Regions from separate parts of the Sus scrofa genome. Here region 1 is linked to region 2. The links are chromatin contacts, called in public HiChIP or PLAC-seq maps. All regions are on one chromosome and are shown on one strand. Each heading gives the region's core, a stretch centred on a gene start, on an enhancer-like site or on the middle of the called end of the contact. The rest is flanking DNA. Distances are from core to core; before and after follow the strand shown. Region 1 has its middle 80 kb from the start of IVNS1ABP. Region 2 has its middle 15 kb from the start of IVNS1ABP.

Region 1 (5,509 bases), core at 1,086-3,585, 66 kb after region 2:
AGGTTTCTACACGGTAGACATGCTTGGTTCCTAGAGTCTGTTGGGGAAAAGATTCTGAAGATTTCTCATGACTTTGCAGATATTTTCAAAATAAGTCTTAATATCCCCCAAACAAGCAATTAGCAAAGAAACAAAACCCCTCCAAATCCTCAAATATTGACTCCTCTGTGAAGTTTCCCCTGAGTGGTTCACTTTCTCTCCTCTTTGTTGCCATAGTATTTCATATATGCCTCTGTTTCAGCCCTTATCTTTTAGGCAATTGATTGTTTACAGGTCTCTCCCTTCTGAGGGCAGGGACTGCCCTTGGTTCACGTTTGGTAGATGTTTAATAAAGGAAAAAGGAAAAAAAGAAAATAAAGCCATGCACATGCAGGTACAAGGGGCTGGTGTCTGCTTGAGGCCTTGCACCTTCTCCAGTTAATATCAGTGTGCAGCAATAAAAGGGTGGCATTGAGTGAATGATGGCGTGTCTTTCTTACAAAGAATTCCTAATAAGGGAAATGCTTATGTTATACTAGTACATGATAACAGAGCCAGTTGAATTGAATGTAACGCATAATAGGAGGAAGATCTAGAAGGAAATGAACCAACATGTTGAACGCATAATCTCTATTGATAGCATTATTTATGATTTTGTTTTCACCTCTTTTATGTGTTGTCTGAAGTTCCTAAAATACATATTAATTATTTATTAATACATGTGAGATAAGGAAATTTGGTTCCCCCTCCAAATGTCTCTCAGGGAAGAGGAAATCACCTGATATTCTAGTCCTTCCACAGTCCTTTGCGTTAAGGATGCTCTCTCTGACATTTTGTTGTTGTTGTTTATTGAAGTATAGGGATTTGCAGTGTGGTGGTCATTTCTGATGGACAACGAGGTGATTAGTTATGTATGTACATAAGCATTTCCCTCTCTGACAGTTCTTGATCAACAAAGCACTCACTATCTGGGGAAGACATCAGCTTTAAATGACCTCAGGAAATCATAAAATTTTAGATGATTATGGTGATCTTCTAAATTAAAAAGAGAAAGAGAGAACAAAAGCATAAGCATGATTTAATGAATACTTCCTATAGGATAAGATCCCCAAATTGCAAACTGGATGTCATGGTAAATCGGCTTTCTGAAGGTCCCTTCACAAAGCAATACTGTGACTGGTTATGCTGTTAAGATTATGAATATACAGGGAGTTCCTGTTGTGGCTCAGAAGTTGAAGGATCCCTGAGGAAGTGGGTTTGATCCCTGGCCTTGCTCAGTGGGTTAAAGGATCTGGCATTGCCGTGAGCTGTAGTATAGGTCTGAGATGCACTTCGGATCCTGCATTGCTGTGACTGTGGTGTAGGCTGGCAGCTGCAGCTGCAATTAGACCCCTAGCCTGGGAACCTCCATATGAAAATACACTAGTAGGATAAATGGAACAAACAGTTGTCTTAGTGTTTCGTGAATGGGTACTTGTGGCTTGGGATAAAAATTCCAATGGCAGCATTGTAGTTAAACACACACACACACACACACAAACACACACAACAAATTAGAGCAAAGAGAAGATTATGTCTGGAAAACTGTCAGATGGCTTGAAAGTGTCTCCTAGGATATGGAGGACACTTGCCGGTTAAAGACACACATGGCAACTTTGAATCAAATATTTTCATGGCTGGAAGAGTAGGTGAAAAAATATTCCTAAATCAAATATTATTTTATATAATATGATTTAAAATACGTATGCTTAATTAAATTAATAAATTAAACATTGAAATTAGATACATAGCTATTTCATCTCTATCCCTAAAGACATATATTCAAGTTCATTGAAACCGTGAACATTTTTTTTTTCTCTTTGGGAAAGTGATCTTGTGTTAGGGTCACTTTCTATTTCTATATATTTTTATAATAAGATAAAAATCAGAAGCACAGACCTTCCAGGGACTTTAAAAATTTAATAGGCCTTCAGGCTTTTATGTAAGTAGTTAAACTTTCATGGGGAGATCCCAATTATCAGCCAGTGGACGAGGAAGGCTTTCAGGAAGGTAGTTGGGTCTCAGTGCCGTTAGAATCACACAAGGCAGGGCGTGGACTGAAACTTGAATGAGGCTGGCTTTGCAGGGGGGGTTTCCACCAGGGAAAGTTTCTTGGAGGAGTGACTCAGTCTGTGAGTAGATGGTGGACATCTTAGGAAGAAAGGAATAAAACAAGGTATATATTAGTGATCTACTGCTGTATTATGAACCACCCCAAACCTAAGGGCTGAAAACAACACCCATTTACTTATCGCTATTCTTTGGCTTGGCAGAGCTGGGCAGAGCTCAGCAGAGCTCAGCTGGGATGACTCATCTCAACTCTGTTTGCAGCTGTTGGTGGTCAGCTGGTCATGGACTGCCTCATTCAGGGCTTACAGCCTGGGACCTTGGTAAAGGATCCGGTAATGGCTGGACTGTTGAGCCTCTTTCTCCCTGTGGTCTCTTTCATCCTCATGGATGGGCTTGTCCACATGGTAGCGGTGTTCAAAGAGCATGAAAGTAGAGGCTTCGGGGCTTCTAGAAGCCAAGGCTGGGAAGTCATAGGATGTTACTGCTGCAGCAAACTATTGATCAAAGCAAGTCACAAAGTCAGCCCAGACTCAAGGCAGTGGGGAAGTAGTTTCCACCTTTGGATGGAAGTCGCTGTAAAGAATTTGTGGTCATGTTTAGGGCATCAGATGGGGAGAATAGATTCTGGGAAGGGAATAGAGACGAGGAAAATTAAACTGTGTAGCAGGGATTTTAAGGAGGTCTTTTGGTGAACAGCTCAAAATGACACCAGGTAGGCATCCTAAAGGGACAAAGGGCTGTAAACTTAGGACCAGGGTTTTGATGTAAAGGTTAGCAAACCTCAATTCATGTGCCCTGTCCACTGCCTCAATGCCTTTTAATTCTTCGTCATTACCGTTTTCGATTTTAAAATAATTTTTGCTTTGAGATCTTAGAAGAAGACCCTGAGTCATTAAGGTGCCGTGCTCAGCAGTGGACTTGGCCAAACCCTTATGGACGCTCAGAAGACAATAGAGCACCAAGGCAGTAAAGGACAGTGGTTAAACACCTGAGCTCCGGAGCCAGGCAGACCGTGGTTTAAGTCCTATCTTTACCACTTGGAAGCCACGTGACATTTGACTAGTCACTTAACCATTTTGAGCCTCCGTTTCCTCCAATATCACAAAGAGTTAAATAAATACCTACCTTACACACGGCTGTGATGATTAGATAATATACTTGTGGATTTACCTTAGAGTCTTAAGCATTAACCGTATAAGTTCTCAATTAACATAGCTGTAATTATTGCCTTTGGATTTTCATTCTTCATCTGTACGATAAGGTACTACTGTTGAGATTTTAGGGTCTTATTCTTAAAAAGCTAATGAAATTGAGCATAAAGCGATTTTCAAATATAAAGGGCTGGAGCCGTTCCCAAAGATGGTGTTCTTCCCTGTGATCTGCATCCAAAGAAGGTCTGTTTCAAAGCTAATTGCTTCTCTTCCCTGGAAGAAAACTGACCTCATGTTTTACATGGAGTTCATGCTTTGAAGAATAAATGCATTTATTCTCTAGTTGAATGTATTATGTCAGATGAATCAGGATGCTGGAGCCTGCTCACTTTAAACCACTTATCTTTTCCGTATTTAACAAATATTTAACATCTCTACTGTGTTACAGACCTTGTGCTAGGTATTGGAGAGAAAATGATGAGTGAAACTAACATCATTGCCCTTAACAGCTCTGCTTTTGAAAAGGCCTAAGGAAAAAAAAATATATATTTTTCTCTCCAGGGAATATCGAGAAATAGCTCACCTAATTTTTGTCCTCAATCCTAGGCCATTGTTCGTATTAATTTATAGAAGTGATTTAGTCTGTTCTTTAAAAAGCACAATTATTTTGATAGAAAATTCTAGAGCCAACCCTAAGTCAGATGGTCCATCTCTCTGCAAGTAAAGTGAAAGCTTTGTTGCCTAACAGTGTAGGGCTTCCCTGAGTCAGTCAGCCAGAGGAAGAGAGGCTTTCCCAAGGCTGGTTGGACCCTCATAGTTTTGGTGGTGCACCATATCGTAAGGGAGATCTTTAACTACGGGCAGATTAAACAATAATAATCAGTACTAACCTAGGTCAGATTAGTGCCTTCCAGGACTGTGCTCTTTGGAATTTTTCCTTGGTTGTATTTATATTTTCACACATCTACAAATGAAGAACCTTAGTAACTCAATAAATACAAAGCATCATAGTCACATATAAGGGGGCCCAATTTAAGCTTTAGAAGACCTCAAATTCAAGCTCAGTGTCAAGGAACTATAAACCATTTGATAGATTATGGAACTAGGTTCAGCAGAAAAATATGCCATGTTCTGGCTTCATTTCTGTTCATGGGAAGTGTGTGGTACCTAACTGAGGATGTGTCTTGGTCCCAAACTGGAGGTCACAGCCGGAGAAAAGAGCTCCACATCTTCCTGATTATCTCCTTTGGAACATCTGGAGAAAGCAAGAGAAAGACCCTGGCCTTTCCACTCTTATCTCACCATCACTTAATTTTCAAAGGCTCTGCTTGGAAGCCTACATCCACCACTCTTCCTCTCTTTCTCCCACCCCCGATTCACTCCTATAATTCTCCTCTAAACCATTGCCCGGGAAAGAGTTGAATCAGTTACATTGTCTTTAATTATAACTCCAAAAGCAGGAAATGGGAAGTATTGGCATACACCTTAAGTATCAGAAAAAAAGGAATGTTTCATCCAATGTGGAGAATAGTCAGCATGTAGTGTGCTGTCAGTTAACCATGAATACACCCATTCCAGCATGTTTTAAAAGAATCCCGCAAGAAAACTGAGAAATACATATATATATATATGTATATATATATATGTATATGTATATATGTATATATTTTTGTCGTTTGTCTTTTTAGGGCCATGCCTGCGGCATATGGAGGTCCCCGAGCTAGAATTCAAATCGGAGCTATAGCTGCTGGCCTTCACCACAGCCACAGCAACTCCAGATCCGAGCCGAGTCTGCGACCTACGCCGCAGCTCACGGAAACACCCAATCCTTAACCCACTGATGGAGGCCAGAGATTGAACCCGCGTTCTCATGGATGCTAATCACATTAGTTTCTACTGAGCCATGACGGGAACTCCCTGAGAAATACATTTTTAATGGAGCCCCCCTGTGCCTCCAGGCCTTGAGAACTTTCGCAAAGATCAGTCCATGAAAAAAGTTGCTACAGGCACGTATAATAAATTAAACATGAGTGTTAAATTATTCACTGAGCCTTCCTAAGGGACTCATATGCTGTAGGGATAATGAAAATGCAATGTTAATAAGAGATCAGTGGTGATTTTTAAAAGGCTGAAAAAGAAGGGTCCATCAAAATTTCACCTTTGCTGAAAAATGAGCTAAAGTGATAACATCAGATTAGCAGTACTAATGGATGTAAACTTGCAATGCAAGACTTTATTTTATGCATTAGTCTGATTTCATTGGTTCATGT
Region 2 (5,455 bases), core at 228-2,727:
AGTGAGTGATCTTATAGTTCTCCACCAAGTCTATCAATAATAATAACTAGGCAATGACCACTTTTTTTCGAGTCTTTTGAGGTTATATAGTCAAATAAAATCTGAATGTATGTGTTGGCCTTAATCTCAAATCAAACTGAAGGGCCAATATAGTAGATAATTTGGAAAACTAAAGGTATACTCATTTCCTTTTTTTTTTTTTTTTTTTTTTTTTTGGCCTTGCCTGTGTATTGTGGAAGATCCCAGGCCAACAATTGAACCCACACCACAGAAATGACCCAAGCTACTGCAGTGACACCCCCATATCCTTAACCATGAACCACAGGAGAATGCCTAAAGATATATGCATTTCAAATAATTAAAAGAAAATAGGGAGTAGATAAGCCATACCTTACCCCTCCACATAAAGCTATTTCCTGATGCCATTCAAAACTCAGAATGGGAATTAGAATTCTAATGTGTAATTTAAACACAAAGGGATGGAATTTTAGAGTCATCTAAAGAACATTACCCTTGGCAATGTGACATCAGGTTGCCAGGCAGAAGACTTGGGATGTTCAAAAAAACCTCTCAAAAATAGTTAGCTTTTCCAGAGATCTAATCTAATCCCCGAATTGCAAATAGACTTTAATTTAGACGTCAACCCCAGTTGGTCACACTGTTGCTTGAAGTATCAGGTTGCAAAGTTGAGAGTCTCCGTGCATTGGAACAAGTGTGGCGACGGATGGGCAGTGTTTGTCTTGTGTGGGGGGAAAGAGAGAATGAAGTGCCCCATCCTTCATTTGTCATCCCCCTTTTAAGTCAATCCTGGACTTTGTAAAGGGACATACCTGGACTTTTTAGGTCATAAAGGGTGCTGGTGAGCAGGACTGAGTGAGAAACAACTATCTGAGAAATCTAGGTTATTTCAAAATGATTCAGAAGTTCTTGTCATGTCACTCAGAATGTACATAACTCAGTAGTTCTGGAAGAAGCTGGCATCCCAGAGAACCGTCTTACGTTGATTTGGGTTGGACATGTGAGCTTTGCAGACATGCAGTACAATGAACCCCATAGAAAGGGGTCCTTGACCAGGAAGTTTACAGACCTCATTCAACACGTGAAGTGTAAGTCTTCAAATTTCGTGTAGTGTCTGTATGGGAATTTCTGTTGGTGACGATATCATTGGTCTTTTCTGTGAGTACTTTAAGTTCATGTTCATTGCTCTGTTTTGCCAAGCAGGACTGTAACTCCTTAATGAAATTCAATATAAAGACTGGGGAATTTTCTTTCCTTTAGCAAATGGGGCCTCTGTTGCCCACGGGGATCCCCCAGTCCTTGCAGTGGGTGACCCTGTCCAAGAGAGTGATACTTGACTGGGAACAAAAAGGGAAAATAGTAATATGTCCTTGTTGATTATGCAGCCCAGACAGATCCCGGCCCACGTTTCCTTGGTGCGGGGGGTGGGGGAGGACTTATCCTGTTGGCAGATGAGCTGCCACCCAAGTGGGGTGACGCACCTGGTGAGTCAGGGCCACTTACAACTTCACGCCTAGCTTCCTGTCCAAGCCTGGGCCAGTTCTGCTTCTTAGCCAAATGACATGAAGAAACAACTAGAGGAAAATATAAAGAAAGTTATGCCCTTTTGAGACAGTTTATTTCCAGTGGTGTCTAGTCTGTGGCCAAAATTCTGGACTCGAAATTAGAAGAGCTGAGTACAGATTAGACAAAGACAGAAATGGAAAGTTCTGTGTTCCTTTCCCAGTTTGAGCAGCCACTGCCTCAGACACTTTGACAATTCAACTTCCCTGGACCTCAATATCCTCATGTTTTTAAACGAGAAGAGAGGGAGTTCCGGTCGTGGCGCATCGGAAATGAACCTGACTAGGAACCATGAGGTTGTGGGTTCGATCCCTGGCCTTGCTCAGTGGGCTAAGGATCCAGCATTTCCATGAGCTGTGGTGTAGGTCACAGGCGCAGCCCAGATCCTGCGTGGCTGTGACTGTGGTAGAGGCCGGCAGATGTAGCTCTGATTATACCCCTAGCCTGGGAACCTCCATATGCCGTGGCCCTAAAAAGCAAAAAATAAATAAATAAATAAATAAGATAAATAAATAGGAAGAGAGGAAGGCTAAAGGTGGAAGCGGTGAAGAAAGGGATTTCATATTTCATAAATTCTAGGTATTTAAAAAATTCTAGATGCCTTATCTAAAGAATTCCCTAGTTTCTCCAGACCACAGCCAATGCACTCACAGGAACAGCAGTGAAATGATGGTCCCCTGAGCTGGATGAAATCGAGGGAACCCCCCCACCCCAGGCCCACCCAACTACTGCAGGAAGTCTCCCCGGTTCTTGACACAAGTGGTCTGGAATTTCTGTAGTCTCTCTGGCTACCTTGTGGTTTCAGATAGTCCAGGGCCCCATGGCTCTTGAGGTGGGTGCTGTCATGAGGATGGTACCTCACCCTTCCCTGTGTCCCCGTCCACCTTCCAACAGTGCTGCTTTGAGCTCTTCCCCCAGAGGTCTGGGTAATGTAGCCACATATTAATCATTCCAGCACTGCTGCAGGTGTCTTTTCTCTAGGGACAGACAAAAGTTCCTGAGGATCAGACTGAGAACAATTCAGCTGCCTTCACAATCACCTTTTCCTTCAGAAGCCCTTTGTTTAGGCATGTGTACAGACTGGCACAGAACTTCTTTCCTTGGATTAAGTGCCTTAGACCAGTGGTCTTGAAACTTCCTTCTCTGGAAAGCTCTGTGAGACGTTTTGTAAAACTCTGTATCTCTATACATCAGGTCAACATCTGAACATGTACAAAGAATCAATTTTATATCATCTTCCTGCCCTAAATACTTTCCCTCAAAACCTTGCAGTTTGCCTCATGCAGGAGTTCCTGCCATGGCTCAGCAGAAATGAATCTGACTAGCATCCATGAGGACACAGGTTTGATCCCTGGCCTTGCTTAGTGGGTTAAGGATCCAGCATTGCGTGAGCAGTGGTGTTGGTCGAAGACAAGGCTCAGGCCAGCAGGTACAGCTCTGATTCGACCCCTGACCTAGGGACCTCCAAATGCTGTGGGTGTGGCCCTAAAGAGACAAAAAAAAAAAAAAGTTTGCCTCTTGCAGATCAGGCATTGCTCATAAAGTTGGAGAAAAAAATATCTGGCCAAAGTAGACTCTTTTTCTTTTTTTTTTTTGGTCAGGAGAAAACTGACTGCATTTTTATTCTCTTTATTGCAGATAAATGTGGTTAAATGCACGTGTGTACAACGTCATTCCTTAATTCAAGTGGAGATTAAGTTGAGAGAGAGAAGGCGTGGAGCCTTGTGGAATCTGTCTCTTCTCTCTCTCTCCACACATCTCTGCAGGAAATCTCCACTCCCTCATGGTCCCTAGGTTTGTGGCCCTGCGGTATTTACCCCTGGAGCAAACACACAAAGGTTATATGCCCAGTGGGGCTTTGCCTTCACTTTCTTCTGTAAAGTGGTTGTAGGGCCTTTGTTTGGGAAAGAGGGTATGGGGTGGGGGAATGAACCACAGACCCCTGGAGTGTTCTCTTCCGTATACCAGTGTTATGAGAGTTCAGGATTTGAACACTGATTCTGTTAAAACAATCCCTGTCTATGAACCCCTCCAACATTTTCATGTGTGTATTCTTCGGTTAAGTTATGGGCACCCCAGTTTGAAGACCACCACCTCAACCCCCCTTATATACCCCAATTGCTAGGTCTGATTGCTCTCCTTAACTTTGGCTGCAAGTTTGATGAGTATTTGCAGTGCACCAGCCAGTGTAGCTACCTAAGTTTGTCTTCCTGAAGACCTTATCGCAGGTAATTAACTATGCCATCCAAAGCTCCGTAGCAGAAGACTCAGGAATTAGACCGAGATCCTCTTAATGCCTAAATTAGCTTAGTTTATCCCCCCCTACCACAAAGGTGTTCTTAGTTGCATAAGACTTGGTCAGCTGAGTAGGTGAATTAAGAGGAAGATTTTAAAAAGGAAACCCGGAGTTCCCATTGTGGCTCCATGGCTTTTAAGAACCCGTCATAGTATCCATGGGGATACAGGTTCAATCCCTGGCCTAGCCCAGTGGATTAAGGATCCGGCATTGCTGCAAGCTGCTGGCATCGATTGTAGTTGGGGCTTGGATCTGGTGTGGCTGTGTCTGTGGTGTAGGTCGGCAGCTGCAGCTCTGGTTTGACCCCTGGTCCAGAAACTTCCATATGCTGCATGTGCAGCCATAAAAAGAAAAAAAATAATAATAAAGGAAGAAAGGAACCCTTAGCTTTTATAGACCATTTCTCATCAAAGTCCTCATCTTCCGCCAGCCCCTGGGTGACATCTGATCCCCTTGGCCTGCCTGCAGCAAGATTCCTGTTAGGTCAGGTGAGCCAGAATCTTCATGTTTCTTTTATCTTTCCATTCATGGCCCCCCCCACCCCCCCACTCGGCATTCCCCTGTGTTTGGCGCCAATCTATCTTCCCTACTCAAAAACCCCCATTGTCATAGCCCCCCTTAAATAAAAAATCTTCCTTACTATCTTTTAACAAGTATCATAAATGATTTTTTTCTTTGATACTCCATTTGGACTTTAGATAATCTCATGAAGCAGTTTGATTTACTTAGAGATATCTTCATAATATATTAATTAGATATGGTAATTAATGAAACAATGACTTGTTAATTCATAGAACAATTTTTTAATGTCTTTTTTGGAATTTACAAAGTAGGATAAAACTTTCAACAGCTATTTATTTATTTATTTGTCTTTTGTCTTTTTGGGGCTGCACCCATGTCATATGGAGGTTCCCAGGCTAGGGGTCTAATCGGAGCTACAGCTGCTGGCCTACACCAGAGCCACAGCAATGCGGTATCTGAGCTGCATCCGCAACCTACACCACAGCTCACGGCAACACCGGATCCTTAACCCACTGAGGGAGGCCAGGGATGGAACCCGAAACTTCATGGTTCCTAGTCAAATTCTTTTCTGCTGAGCCACGACAGGAACTCCTCCTTTTGTTTTATTTTATGTTTCTTTTTTTCAACAGCTCTTAAATAGCTTTTATTTTTTTATTTTATTTTATTTTTCTTTGTCTTTTTGCTATTTCTTGGGCCGCTCCCGCGGCATATGGAGGTTCCCAGGCTAGGGGTCTAATCGGAGCTGTAGTCTCTGGCCTACGCCAGAGCCACAGCAACACAGGATCCGAGCCGCGTCTGCAACCTACACCACAGCTCACGGCAACGCTGGATCGTTAACCCACGGAGCAAACACAGGAACTGAACCCGCAACCTCATGGTTCCTAGTCGGATTCGTTAACCACTGCGCCACGACGGGAACTCCCTTAAATAGCTTTTATTGAAGAAAAAATACAGACTCTTACCAATTATTCCAAGTATTAAGAAAATTAGTTCCTTTTAAAAATAGCTGGGTGAGGTCCTGCTGTGGCATGGTGAGTTAAGAATTCAACTAGAGTG

Evidence for each region. HiChIP or PLAC-seq counts read pairs in DNA pulled down with a chosen protein or histone mark.
Region 1: an H3K27ac HiChIP or PLAC-seq map of alveolar macrophages shows a contact between it and region 2. The contact joins two enhancer-like sites. A contact is called at or near these places in 2 of 47 Hi-C or Micro-C datasets (blood and heart right ventricle) and 1 of 2 datasets of contacts at active chromatin or transcription factors (alveolar macrophages).

The regions. Positions count from the first base shown.
Region 1 is chr9:126,557,231-126,562,739 of Sscrofa11.1, forward strand. No RefSeq gene overlaps it. Among named protein-coding and RNA genes, the nearest start is that of IVNS1ABP, 80 kb to the left of the region's middle. Within about 2 kb of position 2,336, at least 15 of the 83 cell types and tissues checked have an H3K27ac peak or open chromatin away from gene starts, as enhancers often do. A contact at or near this core is called in alveolar macrophages, where this site is marked.
Region 2 is chr9:126,491,689-126,497,143 of Sscrofa11.1, forward strand. No RefSeq gene overlaps it. Among named protein-coding and RNA genes, the nearest start is that of IVNS1ABP, 15 kb to the left of the region's middle. Within about 2 kb of position 1,478, at least 6 of the 83 cell types and tissues checked have an H3K27ac peak or open chromatin away from gene starts, as enhancers often do. A contact at or near this core is called in alveolar macrophages, where this site is marked.